2 separate regions of the Rattus norvegicus genome follow, and region 1 is linked to region 2. A link is a contact called in public Hi-C data. All regions are on one chromosome and are shown on one strand. The core of a region is the stretch at or near the end of the contact, and the rest is flanking DNA. Distances in the headings are between cores, read along the strand shown. Region 1 has its middle 11 kb from the start of Lrrc20. Region 2 overlaps Nodal (nodal growth differentiation factor).

What was found. A called contact is a pair of places that touch in the nucleus more often than the background predicts.
Region 1: a Hi-C map of liver shows a contact between it and region 2, with 2.2 times the contacts expected there. The contact joins two enhancer-like sites. A contact is called at or near these places in 2 of 12 Hi-C or Micro-C datasets (liver and mammary epithelial cells).

What each region holds. Positions count from the first base shown.
Region 1 is chr20:29,952,619-29,956,941 of GRCr8, forward strand. It overlaps the pseudogene Csrp2-ps1. Among named protein-coding and RNA genes, the nearest start is that of Lrrc20, 11 kb to the right of the region's middle. Within about 2 kb of position 2,328, at least 34 of the 93 cell types and tissues checked have an H3K27ac peak or open chromatin away from gene starts, as enhancers often do. A contact at or near this core is called in liver, where this site is marked.
Region 2 is chr20:29,917,017-29,921,223 of GRCr8, forward strand. Nodal (nodal growth differentiation factor) reads left to right here. Exons shown (of 3, transcript NM_001106394.1): 2 at 373-1,088; 3 at 1,808-2,643. The coding sequence ends at 1,960. Among named protein-coding and RNA genes, the nearest start is that of Nodal, 7.9 kb to the left of the region's middle. Within about 2 kb of position 2,580, at least 40 of the 93 cell types and tissues checked have an H3K27ac peak or open chromatin away from gene starts, as enhancers often do. A contact at or near this core is called in liver, where this site is marked.

The DNA.
Region 1 (4,323 bases), core at 1,078-3,577, 35 kb after region 2:
TAGAGCCCACAGCAGCCGCGGTACGATAGATGCAGGAGACTCAGCTCCAACTGGAGAAAGGACGGTTGGAATGGAAACGCACAGTCATCCAAACAGAGTGAGCCGGGCCACACCCTGCTCCCGCCTCAGCCCACAGGCAGGGTACACTGTGTACCTAGCCTTCTAGCCAAGAGCAGTGCTTGCCAAGTTGAGGCAAGGGGTGCTGTCTCGGGAACTTACACCATCTCTTGGGTGGATGTCAAGGTTGTCAGGGGAAATTCTGTATGGGTGAGCATAGTGGGGGTTCACGGTAGAGGACAGACCACCAGGGATCTGATTCTTAGATTAGGGTATGGACAAACCACCTGGCTTTTTTTTTTTTTTTTAAATTTATCCATCAAGTAATTTATTCTTAAGTACCCAGTTGGTGCCTGCCGGCTGCAGCCCTGCCTTAGGGTTCAGTGCTAAAACAAGCTTATCCACATGGAGCTCCCAGATGGCTATGGGGCCCACCAGCCTTGGCGACAATTCCTTGTACCCATGTCTATTGGACAGTTCTGGACTGGGCCGTTTATCTATAGTGTCAGTGACTGGCCATGTATGTTGGGTTGTGTTACCATTCTCTCTTCCACCGCTTTCCATTTCTCTGGGAATCGATGAGAAGCCCCTTTGGGTGCTGGAGAAATGGCTCAGTACTTAATACTTACTTACTGATCACACCCAAGACCCAGGTTTGATTTTTTTTTTTAAAGATTTATTTATTTATTTTGTATATGAGTACACTGTAGCTGTCTTCAGACACAGCAGAAGAGGGCATCAGATCCTATCACAGATGGTTGTGAGCCACCATGTGGTTGCTGGGATTTGAACTCAGGACCTCTGGAAGAACAGTCGGTGCTCTTAACCACTGAGCCATCTCTCCAGCCCGATATTTTTTTTTTTTTTTTTTGGGTTCTTTTTTTTTCCGGAGTTGGGGACGGAACCCAGGGCCTTGCGCTTCCTAGGCAAGCGCTCAACCACTGAGCTAAATCCCCAACCCCGATTTTTTTTTTTTTAAGATTTATTTATTTAATGTATATGAGTACACTGTAGCTGTTTCAGACACACCAGAAGAGGGCATCAGATCCCATCACAGATGGCCGTGAGCCACCATGTGGTTGCTGGGAATCAAACTCAGGACCTCTGGAAGAGCAGGTACTGCTCTCAACCTCTGAGCCACCTCTCCAGCCCCAGGTTTGATTTTGATCAAAGATCCAGGTTTGATTTTGATCAGTCACGACTGGTTTTTTGTTTGTTTGTTTGTTTGTTTTGTTTGTTTTTTTTTCAAATCAAACCAAAATTTTATTCCAAATGTAAAAGAACGCTTTTTTTTTCTCTTCTTTTTTTTTTTTTTTCGGAGCTGGGGACCAAACCCAGGGCCTTGCGCTTGCTAGGCAAGCGCTCTACCATTGAGCTAAATCCCCAACCCCCAAAAGAACGCTCTTAAATGCTAGTGAACCAGCAGGAGAGTACAGTGCTTCCTGTCCAGCCCGGTTGTGCACATAGAGTGTGATATACAGTGCTGAGTGCTGGCCGATGCACAGTAGTGAGCGCTGTAAGGCCATCCATGTTTTGGTAATGGAGATTCTTTGTCATGCTTACTGGGTTTACCCCGCTACTGAGCATGAACAAGGGCCCCTGCTCCTTGACCATAGCCGAATCCCTTGGGCCCAAAGTTCTTTGAGTAGCACCCTTTACAGTAGATTTCACCTTCCTTCTCAGTCAGAGTTGTAGACTCCAGACTCTTCCCACACTTGGCACATCGGAAAGTTTTTGTGCCAGGGCTTTCCAGCTCTAATGATCTTCTCAGCAGCATACACAGAATCCCCACACCTGGAACACTTCTCAGCACCTCCATATTTCTGGGCAAATTTAGAAGTGTTTGGGTTTGTTGTAGGCCTGTGAGGTTGAGCACTCTCTGGCTTGATACCCAGCTTCTCACGACGGCCCATGTTGAGCGTGCCAGCGCCCTGGCCATAACCATAGCCTTTTGGTCCATACTTCTTTCCGTAGCATGATTTGCAGTAGATCTCTTCATCATGAATTGCCACTGTTGTGCTGTCTAAATATTTCCTGCAAACCATGCACAGAAAGCAGCACCGGTGGAAGCTCCGCCCGTCACACTGCACCTCTTCAGCATGGTACACCGTTCTCCCGCAGGCCCCGCACTTATTTCCACTGCCCCAGACAGGCATTCCGAGCGGGAGGCCGGAGCACGCGGCGGGAGGAACTAGCGAGATCCAGACAGAGGAAAGCCGCGGGCGAATCCGGAGCCAGTCACGACTATTAATGTCAGAGGATCTGGTGCCCTCTTCTGGCTCCCGTGGGCACTGCATGCGTATGACAGGCATGCCGGCAAAAAGCCCTCCTCTCTCTACAGTCACCACTAGAGTCCACCCTGTTCTCACTCGACTTCTCCTGTTGGTCTGATAGTCATGCTGTCCTGGGGCCTTTGCACGTGCTACTCTCTTTGCTTGGTTGTCCCTTTGTGGCAAACAAACCTCAAGGTGAATCTCAGGATCCCGCCTCCTGGTGACGCACCCGCAGTGGGCGGTGCCTCAGACTTCGTACTAAATAACAGCAAAAGTGCAGGAGGCCATTGCTGACCTTAAGTTACTTTCCGCTTCTCCTATGTTCAGTCTATCCTCCGCTTATTGGGGTGCATAGATGTTTCCTTTGTATGTTCCCTAGAAAAGTCATATCACATGCAGGAGCAGAGCACTTACCTAGAAAATGCTGTGGTCCCAGGTTTGTCTTCAGTCCAAGCCTCCCTGGCCACTAGCTTGGAAGATGGTGGCTGCTAATTGAATAGAGTCGCCGCACTGTAGCAGTAATGGCAGTAACCTTCTGCCTGGAGTAGGACATCACTTGGCTGTTCTATGTGCCATTCTGCAGAAAACGGGTTGCCCTTCTCACTGCAGGACACCCCCTCTAGCCCCATCCCCCAAAAAGGGCAATGACTGGGTGTTCACACAAAGAACACTTCACACTGTATCTGTATCTGTATCTGTATCTGTATCTGTGTCTGTGTCTGTATCTGTATCTGTGTCTGTGTCTGTGTCTGTGTCTGTGTCTGTGTCTGTGTCTGTGTCTGTGTCTGTGTCTGTGTCTGTGTCTGTGTCTGTGTCTGTGTCTGTGTCTGTGTCTGTATCTGTATCTGTATCTGTATCTGTATCTGTATCTGTCTGTATTTGGAGTCATCTCTGATAACTCCACTAGGGGGCGCTCTGAACCAGGTTTGCCTGAATTCTGCGGTAGTCTTTGTGCCCCATAAATTAAGGGAGTTTGGGAGGCAGGGTTTGGAGTTTCAGACAAATAGCTACTCTGAATCGCCCATGATCCTGCACGCCACCTGGATAAATGTATTCAGTCACCAAGTTTGAGCTGTGAGAATATTTCTAAAAAAAAAAAAAAAAAAGGGCTGGGGAGATGGCTCAGCGGTTAAGAGCACCTGACTACTCTTCCAGAGGTCCTGAGTTCAATTCCCAGCAACCACATGGTGGCTCACAACCATCTGTAAAGAGATCCGATGCCCTCTTCTGGTGTGTCTGAAGACAGCTACAGTGTACTTATATATAATAAATAAATAAATCTTTAAAAAGAATATTTCTTTGGCCTGTACCTTCCTCATTTAGAAATAGAACTAACTCTCTATCTATCTATCTATCTATCTATCTATCTATCTATCTATCTATCTATCTATCTATCTATCTATCTATCTATCTCTATCTCATGTAGCCCAGTCTAGCTTCTAACTCACTCTGTAATTGAGATTGGCCCTTAACTCCTCATCCTCCTGCCTCCACCACCTCAGTGCTAGAATTTCAGAGATACACCACTGTGACTGTGTCAAATGTTTTGCTGTTTGTTTGTTTGTCTTTTGAGACAGGGTCTTACTATATAGCACAGGTGTCCTGGAAATTCAGTCCTATCTCAGCTTCTCCAGCACTGGAATTTTAGGTGTGAGTCACCAAGCCCCGCTGAACAAATGGGTTTTTTTGTTTTTGTTTGTTTAGGTTTTTTTTTTGTTTTGTTATTAGTGTTTTCTCAGAAAAATCATGAAACAAGTTTAGTGGGAGAGCACTTCTGCAGTGCGTCTGCACTTCCACAGCACGTGCAGGGCTCCGAGTTTGATGGAGGTGTATGTGTGGCTGGAACCAAGTCGTGAGGCGCTTGACTCTGAGTCCTGTATTCATAAAGAAGCTTGATTCAGCCAACACCCAGAACGAACTTGGAAGCCACCTTCCGCCGTTGACCCTCCATGAGAGCACTCAGTCCTGACTCATGCCTTCTCAGCAGCCTTGC
Region 2 (4,207 bases), core at 1,330-3,829:
AATGCACTATTCACACACACACACACACACACACACACACACACACACACGTATGTATACAATCTATGTGTGTATGCATTTATATATATATAAATGCATATATATATATATAAATGCATATATATAAACTGAGTGTATGATCTATCCAGCTATTGAGAGGCTGAGACAGGAGGATGAGGCCCAGTTGAAGATAAATAATAGCAGGTTCCAATTCTGTCTTAGTATGAAACCATTTCAAAAGGCCAAAATAAATATGGACTCAGTAATATTACAAGTCAATGGGGTGGGTGAGGGTGAGAGGTGGGTGGTAGACAGTCCACCCGGCTTTAGTTAACAGAACTCTAACTGTCTCCACGCTGGTTTCTCTCCCAGATGTGGATGTGACTGGGCAGAACTGGACCTTCACGTTTGACTTCTCCTTTTTGAGCCAAGAAGAGGATCTGGTATGGGCGGAGCTCCGGTTGCAGCTGCTCAGCCCTATGGACAGCCCCACCAAGGGTCCACTCACCATTGACATTTTCCACCAGGCCAAGCCGGATCCAGAGCAGGACCCGGCTGACTGCCTGGAGCGTGTTTGGATGGAGAGGATCACCGTCACTCCTTCTCAGGTCACGTTTGCCTCAGACAGCACAGTCCTAGAGGTGACCAAGCCACTCTCCAAGTGGCTAAAGGACCCCAGGGCACTGGAGAAGCAGGTGTCCAGTCAAGCAGGAAAGTGTTGGCATCAGTCCCACACCCAGCCTGTCCCTGTCACCAGTACCAGTGTGCTCATGCTTTACTCCAACCGGCCTCAGGAGCAGAGGCAGCTGGGGGGCGCCACTTTGCTCTGGGAAGCGGAGAGCTCCTGGCGGGCCCAGGAGGGACAGCTGTCCGTAGAGAGGAGTGGATGGGGCAGAAGGCAACGCCGCCATCATTTGCCAGACAGAAGCCAACTATGTAGGAGGGTCAAGTTCCAGGTGGACTTCAACCTGATTGGCTGGGGCTCCTGGATCATCTACCCGAAGCAGTACAATGCCTATCGCTGTGAGGGCGAGTGTCCTAACCCTGTGGGGGAGGAGTTTCACCCTACCAACCACGCCTATATCCAGGTATGATGCTTGGCTTGGAACAGGATGCTAGACAGGGGATGGGGCTCAAGGTTTGCTGTGAGATACCTGGGTCTAGTCATTCACGCACCTCTGTGCTAGCTCTTGTGAGGATGTGGCGATGCATTATTACAGCGCGGAGTCCTGTTCCCATGGAGTTACCTTGGGAGAGGGCATTCGCCCTCGCTTTCTGACACCTCCCCCCCCCCCCGACCCCAGACACATATTACATGGCCCAGGATCACTTTGAACTCCTGATCTTCTTGCTTTCTCAACCCTAGTGCTGTGATCACAGGCATGTACTACCACAGCCCGTTATTTCAATACCGGGGATCAAATCCAGTACTTTGTACATGCTAGGCAAACGACTGAGCTGCATCTCCCTTTTTCTTGTCCCCCATAATTAGATGATGAGGAGGGAATAGAGCAGAGGACCTCTGCTCCTCCAGCTCCGACATTCAGAATTTGGACTAGGCAAGCTTCCCCACTCACCATTACTGGGTGACATTAAGCTGCGTATTTGCTGAAACCTGTCTTTTTCGAGGCCCATTCCACAGGCATGGCGTGGGGGTTCGTGAGCTGGTTGTCTGTGCAGCATTCTATTTGTTTATGAAAATAATTTGCTATTTTTGTACCAGAAGCTAATTTTTCACTTTAGCCAGAAATAGTAATTCTGCCTTTGCCCCAGTGTAAACTGACTCCCTCCCCCCCTTCCTTTTCAGAGCCTGCTGAAACGTTACCAGCCCCACCGGGTTCCTTCTACATGCTGTGCTCCCGTGAAGACCAAGCCACTGAGCATGCTTTATGTGGACAATGGCAGGGTCCTCCTGGAACACCACAAGGACATGATTGTGGAGGAGTGTGGGTGCCTCTGACAGAGCCAGGAGGAATGCTGAATCATCGGCTTGCCCTCCACAATGCTGGTGAACTCTAAGGAGACTCCATTGTGTCTATCCGGGGAGCAGAAGTGGAAGAGCTCTGCCTGCTGGAGCTATAGGAGAAGGCCCCGCCCCCTGTGCATACAGGGCTCTTAGACCCAACAAGCCAGAGGCTACTGTGGGAAGGCAGGATTGGGAAGCCTTGCAAGGGCTGGCTGGGCTCCCTGGAAACAGAGTTTATGAACTGCTTAAAAGTGTGCAAAGGCTGGAGTGTATATTATATATATATGTATTTATTTTTGAGGCCATCTGTAGCTTTTTTGTATTCTCAAAAGTGGTCTGTGACCTGCTGTCCCTCCCTCAAGATTAGTATAATTTTATTAGATTAAAACTAGCCATTTCGCTCTCCCTGCTTCAAGCTGGGCTAGGGGAGCCCCACAACTTTTTGGCTGGCTGACTGGCAGTGACAAGCTGGCCTTGGTCAGGGTCTCTCTGATCTCCAATGAGTTGCCTAAACAATAAAGTCACTGTCCAGTTCTCCAGGGCCAGCTGGTGCCTTTGGCCAGAAAGGTGGGCACTTGTCCAAGAGGGGACTGGCCATGGTGGACTTTAGAAGCCAGAGCCCTCGGATGTCTGCTTGGCAGACACAACCCAAGTCTATTAAAAGTCAGTGACAATTCACCTCCGTCTCACAATGTGTTTCTAGGATCCTGAGGTTCCCGCTCCAGCGGGGGATGGGGTTGTGGTCACAGCTTTTGCAGAGGCTGTGTGGGGTTTGGGGAACTCACTGCCTAGCCTCTTCTAGTAAAACAAAAAGTGGGAGAGCCTGCTTAGTATATGTAGGACCCTGGCTTAAAACTCAGCATGAAAAAGCTAGGCATAGTAGTGCACGCCTTTATTCCCAGCAGTTGAGGCAGAGGCAAGCAGGCCTCTTGAGTTCTAGGACAATCAAAGGGAGGGCCATGGGCCTTCAACTGGATTGTCTTCTAGGCCTTCTCCCGTCTGAGTGCCTTAAAGTTTAAGGTTAAGCCTCACCCCTGTTCTAAGTCCAGGTTCTGCATCATAGCAGGTGACACAGCACACCCTAGGAAGCTCTCCCACTGAGATGTCCGAGTACCTCTCTTTTGGCAAGGTGAGGGAGCTGCTTCAGGGGAAATGCAAGTCCACAGGACACCCCCTCTCCTTCCTAGGGTGCTCATCCACTCTGTTCCAACCTTGGCTGAAATCAAGGCAGTGAAACTGGTCCGGGCAGAGACTGGGCTGGCTACAGCCAAGTCTGGGATTGAGAAAGCAAGAACACGGACGGGGCAGAGCAATGGATTCAGTCACCACAGAGTTCTGCCTTGGGTTTTCTTTTCAGCTCAGCCTGGCTTCAAATTCTAGGCAATTCTCTCTTCCTTGATTCTCAAGTACTGGGATTACTCACCTCTACCACCAAATGATTTCACTTTGAAAACAGCCTTATGAGTTTCACTTGTCTACTTTCCTAAATGATACCCCAGGAAGGCCTTGTGGGCGTCACAGCAGAGTTGAGAGATCCAGGGCACCTGAATGGCATCTAGAGGACCAGGCTGACCTAGTTTAGACAAAGCATTGTCTTCCAGGACTCAGGCCCACTGTAGAGTCTAAGTTCTTGGAGGGAAGTGGCCTCTCAGGGCTTTGGGAAGCAGGTGCCTGCAGTCCCTACACAGCCTGACGGCCGGGCCAGAGGCCACGGCTATTTGTGGCTCCAGCTTGTGGGAGTGTTTACAATTGGCTGTTCTGTAATCTTGGGACAAAGCTTCCCCCCCCCCCCCCCCCCCCCGTGACAAGGCACTGCCCTACCTCAAGTGGAGGATGAGGACACAGTGGCCACCTGCAAGTGCTGATTGCGTTCACCATGCTGGCTGTAGCGCCACTGTGTGACCCTGGCCAGGGCTATCTGGGTATCAGTTCCTAACAATGGTTCTGGACCTGGTCCATGGCTTGGCTGAAGGCCTTGCACATTCTGGAGGGCTGCCTCTGAGAACTGTCCTATCTGAAGGTGGGCCTTCAACAGTTATTTGCTCTTAAGGTAAAGGTCTGACACTTTGTAACTGCAAGCAGAGCCAAAAGGAAACAACCGCCTTGCCTTCCTGGAGGGCAGTGCATGGGTCTGGCAGTATCAGAGACAGATGGGAACCAGAAGACAGAAAGCACAGCTGTGACCCTCTGCACCATAACCTTGGTTTATCTCTGCTTAAGCGGGGGAGGGGCTGAGGCTGA